Regions from separate parts of the Sus scrofa genome. Here region 1 is linked to region 2. A link is a contact called in public Hi-C data. All regions are on one chromosome and are shown on one strand. Each heading gives the region's core, a stretch centred on a gene start, on an enhancer-like site or on the middle of the called end of the contact. The rest is flanking DNA. Distances are from core to core; before and after follow the strand shown.

Region 1 (4,818 bases), core at 1,135-3,634, 45 kb before region 2:
ACCCAAACGCGTCTCCCCGGAGGGTTCTTCCCTTAACTCCTCTCTGCCGACACTTTTCCCAGCTGTGTGGACAGTGGCTGCCCGGAGGGCATCCCCGCTGAAGACAAGGCACCTTCCTCAGGCCCCCACCCGGGTTCTCCTTGAACCGCGTCTCCCGCTTGGAATAGGCCAGATGGGGGCGTGCTCCGTGGCTCGTGGAATCTGTCCTGGTAAAATGTACAACTTACTGAACAAAAACCTCTGCTTAAAAAAAGAGATTTTCCTTGTATTCTTCGATTCTACAAAGAGGCAGAAGTGGAAAAAAAATGTCCTGAGAATTGGAGTTTCCCCCCAATTTATTTTCTTAAAGTTAAAAAAAAAACTGAGATACAATGGACCTATAACATTCCGCTCTGTACTGGCTTCAGAGGTGCAGTGTAATGAGCTGATCCGTGTGTATACTGCAACGTGAGAGCCACAACTAAGTCCGGTTATCATCCGTCAGCATCCACCATGACAGATTTTGTTTTCGTGTGATGAGAACTTCCAAGACCCCCTCCCAAAGCGACTTTCCAATATACAGTAGTCACAGGTGTAATACTTGAGTTCTTCTTCTAGACGGAGAAATCATCATTTCTGAAATTCAAGTCCCAAAGGCAAATAATTGGGACCTTCTTAGCTGGTATGTAGCATATACTTTCGAAAGTAGGGGTCCTGTATTCATGACACCGGTGATTAGGAGAGTCCCGCACGGATGCAGCCATTCTTCCCACCTGGAGTCAAAAGAAAAAATCTATCACACAGACTCATCGGCAAATATGTACTGGGCGTTTTTGAGTGAGTGGCAATTGCAGATCCCCTGGGATCCCAAAGTACACATGACCTGCTGGCTCCTGGTTGTGCTGGCAAACGGGCCCCTTCCCTGTGCTGGTCACCTGGCATCGTGCAGATGGTTATCAGGACATTTCAAATGCCATCCTCCTCTACATCGGTGGCTTGGGTTTGTTTTATTGACACAGCCCCCCCCCATCACCATAGTAACCCTTCTCATTCCTGCAATAATTCTCCTCCGGGATAATACGGTGCTTTGGGAGGGCTGAACAGAATTCGTGTGGGGCTGGGTTGTAATGTGAGAAAGCCACCCCTCTCTGAAATTCTGTCATGGTTGGGACTCTACTCGTAGTGTGTGTGACCTCAGATTCCTTAAACACGGATATTGCTGGGCTTTACGATAAATATACTTGTGGGCATTAATTAATTTTGTTTATTTATTGACCTAAAATTTTTTTGGCCTTGCCCATGGCATGCAGAAGTTCCTGGGCCAGGGGTCAAACCCACACGACAGTAGCGACCTGAGCCACAGCAGGGACAAGGCTGGATCCTTCCTCCGATGAGTCACCAGGGAACTTCTATAAACACTAATTTTTAAAAAATCTTTGTGAACATCAATTAATTAAAATAAACTTTCCCGTACATCTAAAAGTATAGGAAAGAACAGCAGTGTTTCTTTCCCTTTTATTTATGATTCCTGTTTGAGCTTTTTTTTTTTTTTTTTCTGCTTTTTGGGGCGGCGCATGTGGCCTATGGAGGTTCCCAGGCTATGGGTTGAACCGGAGCTTTAGTGGCTGGCCTGCGCCACAGGCACAGCAATGCAGGACCTGAGCTGCATCTGCGACGTACACCTGAGCTCATGGCAACACCGGATCTTTAACCCACAGAGCGAGGCCAGGGATCAAAAACACATCCTCATGAATACTAGTCGGGTTCGTTACTGCTGAGCCATGGCGGGAACTCCTTTCTTGTTTTGTTTTGTTTGAGCTGTTTATTTACAGAATGGGCTTGAGGTTGACTCGAAACTCAAAGGTGGACTCACCAGGACACCTGTTCTAGAGCTCTGACGGGCTTACCTGCCATCTGGGCTCCTGGATCAGCTCCTTCTCGACTTGCGTGGAGGACTGGGGGGCATCAGCGTATTCCCCGTAGATGCTGTATGTTCCATAAACACTCATAACCTACGTGCTGGGGTCCCTCTCAGTGGCCATTCACCATCTTGGATTAGAGCATGGACCAAAACAACACCCTCAGGGACCTCTCTCTCCTGCTGCCCCCTTTTATGCCTGGCAGGGAACCACCTGGAAGTGACCGCGTGTGGGGGGGTAACTAAAGAGAGCAGCTCTGTCTGAGAGTCTGTCATGGGGCAGGTGCAAGTTTACTTTCTGGCCTGGGGCTCTCACTTCTCCACCAAGAGCCTCCGTCTCCATCTGCCCAGGCCTGCTTCCCACAGCCACCAGCTGTGCTGGGAGGTGACGCAGAGCACACATGCTGTGAGTCTGCCTATAGCCGATGATAAGGGCTTCACCGCTGGCTTTCAACAATGGCAGGGCCCACATGCAGGGGCATCCCAGTCCTGGCTGCCCTTGGGTTGGGCAGAAACATGCTCTGTTGGAATTAAAAGGCATCCCCTCTTGTGTGGAATGGCTCCCCCTTTACGTGTGAGAGAAACCCAGGGCTTGACTGGAAATAGACAAACCTCCAAACATGGAGCTGGTAACTTTCAGTGCCCGGTCGCAGGCCTGAGGGCTGTTGACCCCCCTGAGCAGGAGCCTAACGGACCCCGTTGCGTCTTGACCCAGACAATTCCTGCCCTCAGGACACATCAGGCCCTACCTGCTCTGCGCTGGGAACCTGGACCACCTGCCTTCTGTGGTTGGGCAGTTCCACAGCTTAATTTGGTGCCATTGGCCAGATTCACAGGGGCACTTAAACCATTATCATTAGGAGCTCCTGCTGTGGCTCAGTGGGTTATGAACCTGACTAGGATCCATGAAGATACGGAGTCAATCCCTGGTCTCGCTCAGGGGGTTAATATCTGGTGTTGCCATGAGCTGTGGTGTAGGTCACAGCTGCAGCTCTGATTCGACCCCTAGCCTGGGAACCTCCATATGCTGCAGGTACAACCCTAAAAAGCAATAAAAATAAAATAAAACGCTACCACTATATTCAGTTTTAATCTGTGGAGCATCTGAGTCACACGCTCTCGGTGCTGGAGCAGAAGGGAATCCTCAGGCCATTTCCCGATGTGACTTAGGTACAGCCTGAGGCGCCCTGGGAGACCTCTGCTACCTTCCTCACAGCCAGGTCTTTGCTGCCCAAGTTTCTCGTGCAGAGCCGATGAACACAGGAGTTTCCTGTTTTCCTCTGAGTCCCTGCGAAGATGCAGAGAAAAAAGGGACTATTTTAAAAGCGTCTACGGATCTGGTTTTCCTTACACGCTTCCTCACTCGAGTGTGAATCACGCGGTGAAAAATGCACCTCTGTGTGGGTTTCGTGAACATCTGCCGGTGAGCGTGCTCGGCAGGCTTCAGTGACTTCGTTTGTTACACCTTCAAAAGGATGCAGCCCCAAGCCCTGGTCGTTGGGATCAAGAGGAGAACCCACCTCTGCCGTGGGTCGCTTTGACCTTGGAGCTGCAGGACAGGTGGCTGCAGAATTAAGCCAGGCTCACGCTGACACTTTCTAGGAAGAGCACTGCTGCCTTTACCTGTTCTGCCCAAATGCCATGTTTGCTTAAAAGAGATGCAGGGAGCTGGATGCCACGGGCACCCACTGGTGGCTCTGGAGTCACCTCAGTTAAAGGAGCATCCTTGCTGTGCTCCTGGGTCTACGTCTGTTTGACGGTAGACGGTCAAACACCGCTGCCCTGACACAGGGGACTCTCACCTGTAGCAGCTTTTTCTGGCGACTTTGGGGGCCAGGAATTTGTGGTGGGCTCCAGCGTGCGGAGCTCCCACGGGGCCCCCCATGCCCTTGCAGCTGGACATTGGCCAGGGCTGCTGTTCCCCGAGGGCCAACCGGGCTGGAGGTTCAGGTGGCTCAGGGTTGCACGCTGGCCACCAGCTCAGCCGGGGCTGCTGCCTGGAGCAGTTGCAGGTGTCCCCCCAGGACAGCAGGCCCTGCAGAGCTAGACTTCCAGCCTCCCCAGGGCGGACGTTCTGAGCAAACCACACTGGGGTGCATGACCTTCTCAGATGCACTTCCGAGGTCCTGCAGGCTCATGATCATCGTAAGCTGTGGTCGGAGACATCACGCATCACCAGGGTCAAAAGGAGAGGCACGGACCCCACCCCATGGTGGCAGAAGGGTAAAAGGATCGGTGCCTTTGTTAAACTCTGTTACACACTTCTCAAGTTCGGTGATGCATTTATCCTTGGTGTTACTGTCGGCCGGCTTAGACATGACACTGCAACACGTAGGAATTTTGCCCAAAGAGGAACAACGCATTGGAACATGGAAGTGGCCGGTATATCAGATAGGGGGGCACTATGTGCCAATCACAGTTACGTTTTGGGTAGCGCTTTTCCGATTGCCCATACGAAAGGGTGCCCCCGCCACCACCACCAGATTAGCTCTGGAGAGGTTCCCAGTGGTGCCCTGGGCTTGCTTTTTGGTGGGAATATAAACATCGAAGTGGGATTTTCCAGCTCTTCGTGTCTTCTCACGCATCAGCTTCAGAATGCTCTGGCCTGGAGGCTCACCGATTTGTCCAGCCCTAGACCTGAGTCTTACAGGACTGAAGCCGAGGCCGCGGAGGGCCTGCTCTCTGTCCTTCTTCGACCCCAGGGAGGGCAGGGACCTGAGAGGCTCGACTTCACCAGCACATCGTGCTTCTCTCTCATGTTTCTTCTCAAGAACCAAATGCCTGGGAGTCTGTCTGGAGAACTGTTTACTGGCAAGCACCCGAGAAAAACAGAGCTAAAGTAAGCCAAAGGGAACATGCACTCGGGGCTTCTGACCCACGAGAAGGGTTCAGTTCTGTCTGTGCTGAGCACGGTCCCGACC
Region 2 (4,634 bases), core at 1,772-4,271:
AACCTCATGGTTCCTAGTCAGATTCATTAACCACTGAGCTATGACGGAACTCCCAGAAACCTTTTTAAGGTTATGCTGAGAGCAGGGAGCCTGGGTCTGAACTCGGTTCTGTTTCATGCCAAAGTACCTGGAGCATAAATTTATAAAAATCAAGATAGACTTTAGTTACTTAGAGTCTTTGAAATGTTTCAAAGGATAAGGTAGTTCATATTATCCTGAGTATGGGAAAAAGTGGAAACCCAATTTTCTCTGCAAAACTCCTCCTAGTTTTGCCAAGAATTGAGCAGAAATTGAATTTAATAAAAATATTAAAGTACATGCAAATAAAAATATTTAAGTACATGCAACTGAGTCTTTTTTAAGGCGTCAAAAGCCCACCTTTGCATGCAGGCTTTCTAGGAACCACTTTGGGCGAACGGCTGGTTTGTGTTTCAGAAGATGTGTGCTCCGAAGTTCTGGGTCTCTAGCTCTCAGGTTAAACTCCATTTTCAGCGGACCCTTAAGAATGCTTTTTTCCCCCTTGGGATCTCCTGGAACGCAGAGAAGAGCGAAGACTGAGCGTCTCCCAGGAGAAACCGCTCTATGCGCCAACTTGCACACGAGCGACGGGAGCAAAATTCCGCAGAGTCATTGAAGTGGAGGTTTGCCGCAGTTTTCCACCGATTTAAGCTCTGGGCAAGCCAACGATTCAGGTTGAGACCCTATTTTGATGCACCTACCTGGTTAACGGCCTTGGTATGTCCTTCCCTCTGGACACGTAAAACCCACAGAGTATTTCTTTTTAAATGTGAGTGATCAAGACAGTCGTCCACAAAATCAGCAATTCAGGGGAGAACACAAATACCAGTTTATGATCCATCGAATGAATGGCCTGATAGCATTTGCCAAAGGCTGAGTTTCTGGCGCATGATGGGTTTTTGCCTGAAACTTCAAACTTGCTGAGAAGATTCCAGACAATGTGAATTCCAGGCCAAGGATGCGTTCCTCCCTCCAAACAGTTCGGGACGCTCCTTGCGGATGCTTTCAAGTCCTCCCAGCCTCCAGGTCTGTGAGTTAATGACTTTGGGGGTTCTTCGTGGCAGCTGGTGGCTCATCTGGGGACTGTCGCTTTCCGGTAAAAACAAACAAGCGAAAGTTGAAGTGTGACTCTGCAGTCATGTGCCCGACCCTCTTCTGTCATGGATTCAACCCAAAACGACTTCCCAAAGAGGGATTTCCTGATCCCTTTGCACCCTATCTTTTAAATTTTAAGCCATTTGACTCAATGAAAAAATTAAAGTGAAAATGAGAGACTCGCGTTTTGGGCTTTAGGCGCATGGATCACAGGCACACAGGGCTTCATATTTGGGCAGGAGAAGGAAACCCTCTCGGGAGTGCAAAAACTCACGCTCAATTTACCTTTTTTTTTTTTTTTTTAACGGATGCATCCTCAGCATATGGAAGTTCCTAGGCTAGGGGTCAAATCAGAGCTGCGGCTGAGGCCTATGCTGCAGCTTGTGGCAACGCCAGATCCTTGACCCCCTGATCGAGACCAGGGATGGAATCCGAATCCTCATGGACACTACGTTGGGTTCTTAGCCCTCTGAGCCGCAGTGGGAACTCCATTATTTGATCTTGTGTTACGCTTGTAACACGCTCGTGCCTTGCTGTCAATGCGCTCGCCTGAACGAGGGGCTCCCTCATCTGCGGGTTGACAAAGAAGCTGCGTGTCCTCCCTCCGGCGGCCGGGCTGCATTCCCTCTGCGCCCACATCCAGCCGGCAAGGATTTCTGGCTTCTTCCTCCCTTCCCCCACGTCTCACGGACCGCTGCTGACAGGTGGAGCCCACGACTTTGCAGATGGGAGCGGGCCTGCTGTCATTCTCCTGCCGCTGTGAGGAGAGCCCTGGTGACGATGTGGCACTTCTGCCCCTTGTTCAGAGTGTCAGCAAGTGGCCATCAGGGGACCCTCCTTTTAGGACCCGACATCCCTTCCAGCCTGACGATTTACAGCTGTGCAGGCAGGGGCTGTCTGTGTACCTCGGCTTTCACGGCACCGGACAGTTGCCACTGCAACTTCAGCTGAGGCTTTAATTTTTTCACTTTTTGGGAAATACAATATTAATACAATTTGTCACAATTCTCTAAGGAGCACTATTATGCTAGGATTTTAGTATGTTTTACCAATTTAGTTGTCATAATGGCCTGCAAGTGCCTTGATTTTAAATCCTTATTTCCCAGGTCTTTTGAGAGCTGGCTATAACCTGAGATTATTTCCCTAATGGACTGCCTCTATAATGTTCCTCTTAAAAGCCAAGTGGTACTTATCACTTCATTTTGCAGAGCGAGTGACATTTTTAGCTTGGTATTAATAATCCAACATTATAATAAAAATAATAATAGCAAGGATTTGAAAATCCATTACAAATCTCCCTAAACCCAGGTGAACTCATTAACTCTTAGGTAAAAGAAATTGGAACTAAAAAAAAGGAAAAGGAAAAGAAAGCTCTGCTTTTATTCTGCCCCTTGTGGTGACTTTGAGGGAGCGGAAGAGGTAGAAGTGAATGCTCCCGACTTCACATCTGGGGTTGGGCTCCCTGGAATGACCTGTTAAGATAAGCTGTGAGATTTAAAAATGAACACAGAGAAAGAAACATCCCTCTTATCTTGGAGTCAGACAGATGAATGTGAGGGCAAAGGCCTTGTTTCTGCTTTTGTGGTCCCAGGAGGTGGGCTGAGGCCAGAGAACAAAGCGACCTGGCTAAGCTTCCCCACCTTGCAAACAAAACCTGCAAACAAGCTAGGATTGTTCAACAATCCGAGTCTTATCGGAACAAGCTTCATCCTCTGTTTTTCTGTCTGAGAGATGGGCGCTTCGGTCACGGAGCGGGATGCTGGCCTCCCAGGCCTCTCCAGTGTCGGGCTGTAGGTGGACGTCCCAACCCAGGGCCTGAGGCTGTGGCCTGACGTGCAGACAGGGTCTGTACAGTGAGGATTAAGTTAAGGGGTCCTTGCGGGGCCCGTGTGCTTATGAAAGGGGATCAGGACCCGGCCTCACCCAGGGGAAGCAGACTGCGTGACGGTAAGATCAGAGACTGGGGGCTGCGTCTGCCAGCCCAGGAACCGCAGGCTGCCAGGAAAACCACAGCCACAGGAGAGAGGCCTGGAGCAGATTCTCCCTCGGAACCTCGAGGAGAAATTAACCTGTGGGCACTTGACCTTGGACTCTGGCCTCTGGACAGTGAGACAGGAGAGGTCTGACACGTCGTTCGTGTCTTTGTTACGGAAGCCCCAGCAAACCAACACTGGACACACGGGGACCCAAAGCCCAGGCCCCATGACGTCCAGGCCTGTTGAGCGCTCCAGTGAGTTTAGTGGGTGATTCCCCATGAGACTCTAAACGACCACATGCAAAGCATCAAGGGAAGGCCTCAGAGTGATTCGAACAGCAAATGCTGTCAGAATTCAGAGGGCAGGAGAGAGACAGAGCTGGAAACTTCCAAAGAGTCCCACTGCTTGGATCAAAGAGCAAAGGAAGAAGAGAGCCTATGAGTCGAGAGGAAGAAAGCAAAGGCCTGGTTTTGGAGATGCGTGCTGGGAACCAGAGCCAAGGCCCCATCTCTTTGCAGGTCTCATTGGCTGTGGAAAGAGAACCAGTGGGACAGAAAGGACCCCCTGCAGGCGAGGGGCTCGGGTGGTGGAGGAGGGAGCCCTTCCATCAGACTCAAGGTCTCCGGGAGGTTGTGTTTTCCTCTACCCACCAGTTTAAGAAAACATAGAAAAGCCAAACTATAAAGATGTATTCTGCTACTTCCATGCAGCGCCAACATCAGGGCCAAACATCCAGGTAATATGCAGGTACATCCCTGGCAAGGCCCTTGTTGCCTGGGAATGACTTTATCATTTAAGACCATGAAAGAAAGTTGGATTTTATGCTTAAAGATGGAAACATTTCTTGCCATTTGTAGAGCTTATCCAAACTCAACTTCACGTTCCTATTCAATCCCCATAAATGGGAAAAAAAGCTATTTAATGATTGACTGGGGTTGCCTTTAAATATAGTTTTGGCCTGTCTTTGAGGGCTTTTTCTTTCATTTTCTCTTAGTGGGTTTCCATTTGCTATGGCCTCTCCTGGTTGGTTCCATCTTTTCAGCAGCTCATGCGATTCTGCCTTTATGGTGCAGATGCAACCCCTCTATCATTTTATTTTCCTCTGAGGAAATTCTCAATATGTGAGTTTAACTCTCAAAGTTGGTGAGACAAGGAAATGGCGAAAAACCACAGTGGAAATGTGACTCACTCAGAAACTTCAGAATGGCCATGTGCTACTAAAAAGAATTAGTCATCCCCACGGCCTGGCCAGACGTCTCCTTGGATCTCCTGTACATAATTTACTGGTCTTTCAGCGCCTGGTTTGTTCGGGGTGAACACTTGCTACCCGAGTGGGCATCATCCTCCTTGCCACGCGGTCTTCCTCGCCTCTCCTCCACCAGTGGGAACAGAGATTCACCTAGGCCATGTGTGCTCAGGAGGATGCCTGCTGTATACTTTCACCCACTGGATTAAGAATTAAAAGTGAGTAATTCTAGGACGTGGTCGCAGTCATTGAAATAGAGGTAGAAAGGTTGACAAGTCTCATTTAAACATGGGCATTGC

Evidence for each region. A called contact is a pair of places that touch in the nucleus more often than the background predicts.
Region 1: a Hi-C map of retroperitoneal adipose tissue shows a contact between it and region 2, with 2.0 times the contacts expected there. The contact joins two enhancer-like sites. A contact is called at or near these places in 1 of 5 promoter capture datasets (liver), 11 of 47 Hi-C or Micro-C datasets (alveolar macrophages, blood, embryonic fibroblasts and 5 more) and 2 of 2 datasets of contacts at active chromatin or transcription factors (alveolar macrophages and skeletal muscle).

The regions. Positions count from the first base shown.
Region 1 is chr10:66,465,542-66,470,359 of Sscrofa11.1, reverse strand. No RefSeq gene overlaps it. Among named protein-coding and RNA genes, the nearest start is that of KLF6, 20 kb to the left of the region's middle. Within about 2 kb of position 2,384, at least 2 of the 83 cell types and tissues checked have an H3K27ac peak or open chromatin away from gene starts, as enhancers often do. A contact at or near this core is called in retroperitoneal adipose tissue, where this site is marked.
Region 2 is chr10:66,420,893-66,425,526 of Sscrofa11.1, reverse strand. No RefSeq gene overlaps it. Among named protein-coding and RNA genes, the nearest start is that of KLF6, 65 kb to the left of the region's middle. Within about 2 kb of position 3,021, at least 14 of the 83 cell types and tissues checked have an H3K27ac peak or open chromatin away from gene starts, as enhancers often do. A contact at or near this core is called in retroperitoneal adipose tissue, where this site is marked.